Linked DNA regions of Rattus norvegicus: region 1 is linked to region 2. A link is a contact called in public Hi-C data. All regions are on one chromosome and are shown on one strand. The core of a region is the stretch at or near the end of the contact, and the rest is flanking DNA. Distances in the headings are between cores, read along the strand shown.

What was found. A called contact is a pair of places that touch in the nucleus more often than the background predicts.
Region 1: a Hi-C map of the A7r5 cell line shows a contact between it and region 2, with 6 times the contacts expected there. The contact joins two enhancer-like sites. A contact is called at or near these places in 9 of 12 Hi-C or Micro-C datasets (the A7r5 cell line, the Rat2 cell line, Schwann cells and 6 more).

Annotation. Positions count from the first base shown.
Region 1 is chr20:20,704,367-20,709,751 of GRCr8, forward strand. No RefSeq gene overlaps it. Among named protein-coding and RNA genes, the nearest start is that of Zfp365, 42 kb to the left of the region's middle. Within about 2 kb of position 4,030, at least 12 of the 93 cell types and tissues checked have an H3K27ac peak or open chromatin away from gene starts, as enhancers often do. A contact at or near this core is called in the A7r5 cell line, where this site is marked.
Region 2 is chr20:20,429,451-20,435,060 of GRCr8, forward strand. All of the region lies in intron 4 of Arid5b (AT-rich interaction domain 5B), which reads left to right. Among named protein-coding and RNA genes, the nearest start is that of Arid5b, 130 kb to the left of the region's middle. Within about 2 kb of position 3,926, at least 12 of the 93 cell types and tissues checked have an H3K27ac peak or open chromatin away from gene starts, as enhancers often do. A contact at or near this core is called in the A7r5 cell line, where this site is marked.

The sequences.
Region 1 (5,385 bases), core at 2,780-5,279, 280 kb after region 2:
AGGACATCCCATAACTGCCTCTGACTTATCACTTAGAGAAGGGTTACAAGCACAGTGGTTGGAACACATTTAAGGTCTCTTATGTGCTCAAAGTGGTTCTTGTCTTGTGTGCTTTTGAAATCCATCTCATTACACTAAACCTTTGAAGTTCTTGTTTTCTCATCTGCCTATCTATCTATCTATCTATCTATCTATCTATCTATCTATCTATCTATCTATCTATATCCATCCTCTCTCTCTCAACCTGTATATCTATGTATCTATTTATGTATCTATCATCGATGTATCTATCTATGTATCTATCATCTATGTATCTATGTATCTATGTATCTATGTATCTATGTATCATCTATCTATCTATCTATCTATCTATCTATCTATCTATCTATCTATCTATCTATCTGTGATCAGGTCTTACTTACTATACATTCCAGGCTGATCTTGAACTAGCAGCAATCCTCTTCCCTTAGCCCACTGAAAGCTGAATGCAGGCGGGATATCACTTGCTTCCCAAGATTTCTTTTTCTAAACAATAGCAGGGGAAAGCCCTCCTCACTGAAGTTCAACGATGTCATATACTTAGAATATAAAGCTTACCCCCCAAACATTAAAAAAAAAATCCTTCCATTTGAACTTCCCATGACACTCATACGTTTTTCTAAACTTTATTTAAATTTTATTTACTATTTAATTTTTTAGGCTGGGTAGCCTCAAGCGTGGCTATGTATCCGAGGATGACCTTGAATTTCTGTTCCTCCAGGCTCTGTCTGCCTCTTGAGTTACGGGACTGTGGACATGCACCACTAGCCTTGTTTACGTGGTGCTGGGCTCAAACACAGGGCTCAGCACCTAGGAAAAGCACCATCAATTCTATCAACTGAGCTGCGTCCTCAAGTTCCTTTTTGGGTTTTAGGATGTAAGTTTTATAGGGCATAAAACCAAAACCCCAGGTAAAGCTCGAAATGCTAGTTTAGTGACAACTCTTCAAAACAATCATTCGTTTGTGTGCGCACACGCGTGTGTATGTGTGTTGTCACACAGGTATGGAAATGGGAAAGAGCAAATGGTGCCAGGGAAGTCCATGGGCACATGGGCTCACCTGTGGAACTTGCTGAGCGAATCACAAGGACTATTTTTCTTTCTACTTCAAGACCAGGCAGAAGACATCTGACAAACAAGACACAGTATGACAATCGAGGTGTGGCCTTAGGTGTGCTTGAGAGTGAGCCGACTGAGTGGCTGCCACACCTGTTTTGACAGAATCGATAATGGGGACTAAGCATCTAATCATGTCTTTTTGCTGCTGGTTTTAGTTGCCGTTCGGGATATAATTATAGTGTTTCCCTTTTAACTAGCTCATAATGTGTTTGGCCAAAGGGAAAAAAAAATAGAACAGTTGGTAAAAAGTCATGGGCTTTACCATCTGTCTCTATCACGTTTTCCTGGTCTCCTCTGCAATGGCTCTGCCTGGAGACTGGCTACTCTATTACAAATAGGTCAGATCTATTGATTTTGGCCAGCAGCTCTAGACTTAGAAAAACACATTGACTTTTCCGCTCTTTCCAATTACTTGTGAAATTATTAGCAAGCGATAATGTTAATTATAAAAACAACTTGTCTTGGATAACCTTCCAGCATCTTCTTTACACAGACAAGTATATATAAACGTATAAAAACATGTCAAACTCATATGGAGCCTCAGACACACACATACATCATACATACATACATACAATACACATGTGTGTGTATACACATACATGTATACGATTCTTGTTTCACTTTACACTATTTTTTTCAACACATTTCCATATCAGTGAGTAGAGATCTTTCTGCTTCTTTTAAAAGCAGTGACATAATCCACATCTTTATACCTGTTACGTGCTATATAAATATGACCTAATATATGTCTTTGTACCTGTTACTTCCACATTACTTTTCAAATTTACACACTGTGTTTTCAATGGTAGCGGTTACTATAGCTAGTGTAGATCATGGGACTTAACAGAGTTTGTATTTAGGATAAACCTCTAGGTTAAAATGTACACGTGAGCTTGCAGAAGGCAATGTTTGCTGCACACAAGCAGGAAGACCCATGTTCGATCCCTAGAACCCACTTTAAAAGCGGGGCTTGGTGGCAGGTACCTGGGAGATGGAGACAGGAAAATGTCCGTGGCTCACAGGCCCGGAAGTCACTGGCCCAGAAGCCTTGTCACATCAGTAAGATCCAGGCCAATGAGACTCCCTGTCTCAAACAAACAAATAAACCCACAGTAGATATCAAAAGATTGACACTTGAAATTGACCTTTGGCCTCTAAACACATACACATGAGCACCTATATATCCATGATCTCTCTCTCTCTCTCTCTCTCTCTCTCTCTGTCTCTGTCTCTCTGTCTTTCTCTCTCTCTCTCTCCCTCTCTCTCTCCCTCTCTCTCTCCCTCTCTCTCTCTCTCTCACACACACACACACACACACACACACACACACACACACACAAGGTATGTGTAATGCCATGATCTTTCATCAATGAGAACGAAGCAAAACAGGACAAACTTTGGAATATAAGAATGGGATTTTAAACATTAAATGGGACCAATGGCATTTCTGCAATTAGTACGCCTATTTGATCCAATTTTGCAGAACTGTCAATGTTCAACATAATAGAGAGGCCAGTGCTAGTCGAATGACAAAGGGTGGAGAAGTTTGAAAGAGCCAATTCAGAGACAGTTAAAGGTCAGGATGGCTTCCAAATACGTCAGTTAGTAAGGTCAAAAAGACTCATTGGGAACAACCTTGCTTTAAATCATAGGAAAAAGCATCTGTCTCCAGAACATTCTATTTTAAATGTCTTTTGGAAAAAAAATATTTACTTACATGTTTATCCTATGTGTGTGCCCAAGCCTGTGTGTGTATCATATGTCTGAAGTACCCTAGGAGGCCAGAAGAGGGTGTCAGAGTGTCTTGAGCTTACAAGTGGCTGTGAACAGCCAGATGTGGGTGCTGTGAACTGACCCTAGGACCTCTGGAGGAGCAGTGTGCCCCCTTAGCCACCAAACTGTGTCTACAGCCCCTTAAACATTTATTTTTTATTTCTAGTTTTTTATATGTGTGTGCATGTTCATGCAGAGGCCAGAAGAGGGTGTGAGATCTCCTGGAACTGGAGTTGTGCACCTTTGTGAATTGTCCAAGAGAGGTGGGAACCACATTTAGGTCCCCTGGAAGAGCAGAAAAATGCTCGCAAGCACTGAGCCATCTCTCTAGCCCTAGCACATTCCGTTTTAAACCCTAAGATTTACTTCAAGCACTCTCCTAGTAAGCCCAGATTTGGCGCTCTGTCTCCAGTCATTACAAGGCTTAACGAGTCTAAGAATGTGATCCAGGAAAACCTCTCAACACTCTGTGTTTCCTCCAAAGGCCCAGATTAGCAGGGGAATCAAGCCAAAAAGAAGTACACTTTGCTGAGTATGAGCTACTCCACAGAGAGGCTTGATCTAAGTTCATCTGAGACTTCTCCAAAGAGGAATTAAACGGGTTGAACTGGGGAGGTGGTTTCACTGACAGAATGCTTTTCTATCGTGCGTGAAGCCCCTGGTTCCATCTCCAGTACCACACAACCTTGGTGTAGTGGCACATACTGGAATCCTTGGGAGATGGAGGTGGGGCGGGATATCAGAAATTGAAGGTCACTCTTGCTTACCTAATGCGTTTGAGGCTAGCCTGGGCTACGGAAGACCCGGCTTTAATCAAACAAAACCAATAACAATGACAACAAAAAAGTAAATAAACACACACACACACACACACACACACACACACACACACACACACTCAAACCCAAATACCCAAGGGGTACATAAAAGGGCCAAGATAACTCCACTAGAGCTTGTGAGTTACTGAAGTCACTAAGGAGTTTTTGGAAGCCCCAGAAGTTGGGTTCCGAAAGTGACTTCCTTCAGACAGTAGATGACTCACTGACTTTGGCCATCACGGCTGCTGATTCACCTGCTCTCAGCTCGGTTGCATAACAATTGGGGCTGGCGGGATATTTCGGTCTGTTGATTTCAAGTGTCAAGCCTTTAGTATGCACACACTAACTCTGATGTCCTTCTTGGGAAAAGCTCCACAGTGCTCATGCGCAGGTGAAGGCTCCACATTGCTCATGCGCAGATGGCCTTGGGAACCGACAGCACAAGAGAAATGCCTCTCAGTTGCTGCTGCTGCTGAGAGGAACTCGCTCTGAGCACCTCATCATCTTCTTTACCCACCTAGAGCTGAAATGGTCCTGATGGGAATCCAAAGTGGAATCCAGGAGCCCCAACAGAGGACCAAGGAGTGTCCCAAGATGTCACTTACAGGCTTCATTTTTAAAACCCAAAATCCAGTGTGGGCCTCAAATATACTGAGGGTGGAAATCTGGTTACTTCAGAAATAGGGGGTATTGAGAATAGTCAGCCTAGAGTTTCCTTGGAAATACTAAGGAAGTAGAACCACAGTGGGGAGTTCCCAATCCTCTCGTTCTCACTCTGTGTGTTCAGTGTAGACGACGACTCCTCCTCCTCCTCCTCCTCCTCCTCCTCCTCCTCCTCCTCCTCTTCTTCTCCTTCTTCTTCTCCCCTTCCTCCTCCCCCTTCCTCCTCCTCCTCCTCCTCCTCCTCCTCCTCCTCCTCCTCCTCCTCCTCCTCCTCTTCTTCTTCTTCTTTTTCTTCTTCTTCTTCTTCTTCTTCTTCTTCTTCTTCTTCTTCTTCTTCTTCTTCTTCTTCTTCTTCTTCTTCTTCTCCTTCTCCTTCTTCCTCTCCTCCTCCTCCTCTTCCTCCTCCTCCCCCTCCTCCTCCTCCTTTTTCTTCTTCATAAAATGGAAAATGGGTGGACCTGGTCTGGCGAGATGGTCGGTGTACTGGCTGGTTGTGTGTGTGTCAACTTGACACAAGCTGGAGTTCTTGCAGAGAAAAGAGCCTCCCTGAGGCTCCCTTCAAACTGTAAGGCATTTTCTCACTCAGTGATCAAGGGTGGGAGGGCCCATTGTGGGTGGTGCCATCCCTGGGCTGGTGGTCTTGGGTTCTATAAGAAAGTAAGCTGAGCAAGCCAGGGGAACAAGCCAGTAAGCAACATCACTCCACGGCCTCTGCATCAGCTCCTGCTTCCTGACCTGCTTGAGTTCCTGTCCTGACTTCCTTTGGTGATGAACAGCAATGTGGAAGTGTAAGCTGAATAAACCCTTTCCTCCCCAACTTGCTTCTTGGTCACGATGTCAGTGCAGGAACAGAAACCCTGACTGAGACAGTGGGCAATTCAAAGAAGCAGATACAGAAGACTTGCAGAAGACTTGAATCCAGTTCCTTCATGTTGGGCAGCTCAGAACTGCCTTTAACTCCAGTTCTAAG
Region 2 (5,610 bases), core at 2,676-5,175:
GCCTTGAGTCTGTGGCCCGCTGTCTAGGACTGTCTCATTCACATTCTTTCAACCTCGTAACCTGTGAGGATAGAGTAGCAAGCCCTCCCTTTTAGGGAATGGGCAAACTTAGCCCAGAGAGAGATGACTGTTTGCCCATGACTATACAGATGCCTGAACTAACACAGTGAACCTACAGGACCACCTGCACCCATACCTGCCCCCTCCTTGCTTTCTGGTGAGACTTGGGTAGCCAATGGCAATCTTCCCAAAGTCACCAATGTGAGATACATGAAGGAAAAGATGTTTTAATTTCAGGAAAGTGTCCTCGCCTGTGAACATAATCAGATGTACGCTCCTCTCTGTCGTGTGTGTGTGTGTGTGTGTGTGTGTGTGTGTGTGTGTGTGTGTGTGTGTGTTCATAAGGTGGGTGTAGCAGTTTTCTCATTGTAAAATTCAGATAGCATGGGACACACCTGGGAAGGGAGCCAGATGAAGCAAACAGTGGATGGTTATATAAGGTTTGGGGACTGTATGTGACAGAACAGGGGCTCACTGTACTTTCTTTTCTCAATTGTCTACTGTTTGCTAATGTTTCCTTCTCAGTGTGATTGCCTCTCAATTTAATAGCACTTTCCAGCCAAGGCTTTACAGAGCCAGACCCAACGTAATTCCAGTGCCTTCTACGCTAAACGCACTGCACGTGTATAGCCAACCACAGCCCGACATGTTTAGCTAATGGGTTACTCGGGAGCTCTGCGCTTCCATAATTAAGTGATGTATGTAATTTTGTGTTAACACATTTGCGATGTGTGTTTCTCTGGTGACTGCAGTGCTCTATTCCGTGTAAAGCATGACATTTTAATTCCCACTGAACGGTTCTGCACCTTGATTCCGCCGCCTTGTTTTTGTGACAGGGGATTATTTGGCAATCAAGATAAAAGCATTATTTAGGAAATTTCTAGACTATCCCATTACCGGGAACTTTTAACTGCAGATTAGTCTCCTATTTTATTGATTGCTGTTTTCGAAATCTTTATTGGAGATTCAATTTCGTCTCTGTGTTATCGATGTGCCCAGATTGACATCTGCAAGAATGTTTTTGTTGGTTTTTTTTTTTTTTTTTTGTTTTGTTTTGTTTTGGTTTGGTTTGGTTTTTTGGTTTTTTAAATGCAGCTTTGTAGTGATGGAGGTCTTTAAAAAGCCCACAAGGTAGAACATCTTCCCCACGAAAACATTTTGTTTTCTCTTAGGTGTTCTGACTCTTCTTGGGCTAGAAGCTCCCGAGACCAGTAGGCATCTCTGTAGGCGCTACTCACACTTCCCCTACTTAATAGCAATCACAATGGAGGGCAAGTGCTGCAGGCACAAAGATAAGCAGCCGACGTAGCCCAGCCGCCTTCCCTCTTTAGAGGTGTTTGTACGGTAGCAATCCGAGCGATTTAACAAAGACCGCTCTATGCTGGAGGATGGAAAGATGGCTGGGTGGTTAAAAGAAGTTACTGGTCTTACAGAGGACCTGAGTTCAGTTCCTGGCACCCATGACCAGCTAACAACCACCTGTTACTACTCCAGCCCCAGAGGATCCAGATGCCCTCTGACCTATGAGGGCACCCCACACACCTACACGTACACACGCATGCAGGCATATTAAGTGACAGGCATTGGTTTCAAAACCTGATACAGAGTTCTGTGTCCCCCTCGCTGTATGTAAAGCACCTAGCATCACTTCAAGAGTTCGCTGAGACACACGCAATCTGTGGTGGGTACAAGAAACCAGAGCGAGTGTCTGTGGACAAAGGCACCCCACACACAGCTGGAGAAGGGCCTGAAGAATCGCAGGGTAGGTCATGTCTGCACCTATGACGCCCTACTTTTCGCCTGATTTCTGGAGATCTGATCTCAGGTCCTTGTGCTTCTGCAGTAACCCCTTTACCAACGGAACCATCTCCCCAGCTCTTTGAGCTGCGCACGGCATTGCTCTGTAAATGACCCAGAACTCAGCAGTCAGAGCTCGTAACACTCCAACTCCCCACCACGGTCTTCTGTTTCGATCCACTTGGTCTCCCAAGCGTGTCTCCCCACACTTCGTGTCTTACCAGCTCTCCCACTCTGCATTTCAGTGCAGTGTTTAAAGAACCCTCAAATCTAGAACAAATCGTTCTGTTCATCTCAAAGAATGACAGACCTCACACGGTTCTGGTTCGAGACCTGGGCCAGGTGTCAGATTGTCAATTTAATCCTAGCCTCTGTGCTAGGAGCCTCTGGGTGATCCTAGAATACTGGCAGCGAAACCAAGCCATCCCTCCCTGGAGTTATGTTGCAAGGAGTGGCACCTAGAAGCGTGGTATTGTGTCCAGGCCCCGCCCACACCCTTACTTCCCGGAGCCTGAAGCAATACTTAATAACCCCAAAAGAATGTTTTCGAATTGTTCTTCTGTTGATCCCAAAGAATGGGAGCCTTCACACGGTTCTGGTTCAAGACCTGGGCCAGGAGTCAAATTCTAAATTTAATCGTAGCCTCTGTAAACGCTTTTTCCTCTACCGTCCGCCATTTAAAGTTCAGTCTTCCCATCTGTGAAAGCAACAAACATGTCTGTCTTTCTGCCATGCGGGCTTGTTATTCTACTGGGGGGGCAGCATATCATATTTCCTACCATAATAGGAATTAAACAAAAGCCCTTTGAGCGAGAGTCCGGTGTGTAAACGCCTGTGCTTAGAAGTAGATGCACATCAGAGGCCCCTCCATTGTTGTTGTTGTTGTCTTTTAAAGAGAAACAAGGCTAACTAGAGAAATTATTTTGGAATTTTTTTTTTTTTTTTTTTTTTTTTTAGTAAAAGGACATGAAAGAAAGGGCACTTTTTGAGCTTGCGCCGCAGCGCACACATAAGAGCAGTCAGTCATGTTTTGCTAAAGAAGACACAGCTGTTTAATTTTATGGTAGAGTTACTTTAAGGACTTTGTCAATTCAAAGTCGAAAGCCAAACAACTGTTGCTGCAAAACTGGAGTCGAGGCCAAGTCAAGATAAATCCGCTCCTAAAATCATCTTGGAATTACAGAACATTTGGGTTCACGCTGGGCAGGGGGAAGTAGCTTTATTTAAAAAGCCAGTGCCTTGGCTGGTAATTGGAGGAGAGAGGGTTTGCTTTTTGTGTCCTGGGCTCTGCAGTTTTGGATCCCCCCAACTTCTTTTTTTAGCTGCTTGGTTTGTTTTAATACCAAGTTTATTTGCTTTTGGGGGCGAACAGGCCCATTCAGTAGGAAATTGTCCAAAATTACACCACATAGATTGGAAATGAAATTTAAAAATCAAATTAAGCACCAATTGCACAACTGATTATAGGATTTAGAATTATTATTATTATTATTATTATTATTATTATTATTATTATTCATGGAATGATACAGCTTAGTCCTTTCCTTGGTCTTATAAATTCCAAGTTTCTCTATACTGCCTATTGTTAGAAACAAATGAACTGGCCTTTTTTGTTTTTAGTGGCTTTTCTTCCTTATTAGGGAGTTATTCAGACATCTTTCCTTGGTTCCTGTAATTCCAAGCCAATTGGAGTATCAGCCTATTTTTGGTTATGAAGGAACTTTTAAAATGTGGGCATGATCTTTTTTACGGTTATAAAACTCGTTAAAATCAATTGGCCACAAAAATAGAACAGCTATAGCCACAGATACAGTGACTCTGTTACCTTCCTGGGATACATTGTTCTACACCTCCTATACAAGCCCCACCAACCTCACCTCACAACTCCTGGCATCCTGAAGGAGGCCTACTAAATGTAAATTAAAATGCATATTGAAACAGCCTAAAGTTGTGGTTCACACTTGCGTCCCTCCGAGATCAATGCCCTACCTGTGTTTGAGTAAACCTTGTTAGTTCCTGGGGTTTTTGTGGTCATCCCTGTGCATCACCCTGATTTACCACAAGAGGGCAATAGAGAGTTTGCTTAAGGCTAACAAAGCCAGAAATGGTTCTAATGACGAGCTAAGTGTTTTAACTTGCTAAGGATTTATTTCGCGGCCTTTCAATCGCCACACTTGCAAGCCTCTGGGTTTCCTGAACAGCCAATAATCCAAAGACATTTCTTCTGAGAGGAAATACAGAGATACCGGTGCAGACGAGGACTTTTGCCCAAATAAGGAGGCTTTTTATGGCGACCCCATGTGTTAGATAACTGTCTACTGACAGTTGGTCATGAGTTTATAAGGTCGGATGCTAAAATATGTATACCATATGCTATGAAAGCGCTTGGGTGGAAGACCAAAAAAAAAAAAAAAACCTTTACAGCTATCACCAACATACCAGAGGCACACAGACGGGGCGCTTCATTGCATGTAGGTTGAACCCATCCAAAAATGTCATTAAAAATGATCACCTTATAAGTATCCTACAGTAAAATACCCGTCGCATGTCTTGTTCACGCTGCAGTGATCGTTTTCATCTCTCAGCCTAAAACCTGAGGTGCTTGAGCTGCAGCTCTCGCTGTCTAGCCTGAATTTATTTCCGGAGCCACCATTACTGCTCTCGTGTGTTATAATCCAGGTCATTTGAAGATAAAAGGAAGGGGTTCAGCGGAGGAGAGCTTGGCTTTTGATAGGTTGCTTAGCTCCTGTGCTTCATGGCCATCGTCATAGAAACCAAAGTGGAGGAGCCAGAGGGAATGGACTCTTATTTCAGACCCTGTGACTGGCTATGCGGGAGAACAAGACGCTAGGCTGACCCGGTATTAAGTAGCCACTATCATCACAATGTCCGGTGGTCTTTCTACATTTATTTTTTATCAAGTGCATATGTGTACGCATGTGCATTGTGGGTCTGAAGACGGAGATCAGAGAACAACTTCGTAGAACTGGTTCTCTCCATAGAGCTTGGCGTGGGTTCCAGGAATCAAACCCCTGTCCCTAGGCGTGCATAGCAAGGTCCCTCTTCTGTCACCCTGTTTTCTTGCTGGTCCTTTGGATGCTAAGGATGACTGGATAAAGTGCTCGTCTCCTCTACAGTTCCCAGAACTGAAACCTCTTTCTTTCATCCAACTTCTCCGGGCTTCTTGGCAATGTGTCGTGTGAAATTGTGGGACCTGAGGCAGCTGGACCATGCCAAGAAGGTCATGTTCTTGCCTTGAGGGCTGACTGTATCTGACCCCTCTCCTTACTTTCAAGTGAAATCTCTAAAAGGCAAACGCAGTTAGACTGTAAACTTTTTCGGCAATTTGTGGTCAGGAAACTTCTACTTGGGATTAGCCAAACTCACTCAAATTCCATTTTCTCATGCTCATGTCTGCACCAAATGATTAAAACACTACACCCAACTCATGTCATCAACATGTCAAAATAGCTCAGGAGGAGTCAGAGCTCCTCTCTCCCTCTCTCCCTCTTTCCCTCCCTCCCTCTCTCCCTCTTTCCCTCCCTCTCTCCCTCTCCCCCTCCCTTCTTCCCTCCCTCCCTCCTTCTCTCCCTCCCTCCCTCCCTCTTTCCCTCTCTCCCTCCTCCAACATGTTTTCACTTGGTACCTTAGTTAAGGAACTTAATGTTCTAACAGCCTTATCGGGACGTTTAGTAACCTCGAGTCAATATTACTAGATTTGAACTTTTTTGAGACCCCACATCAGCAAATTCT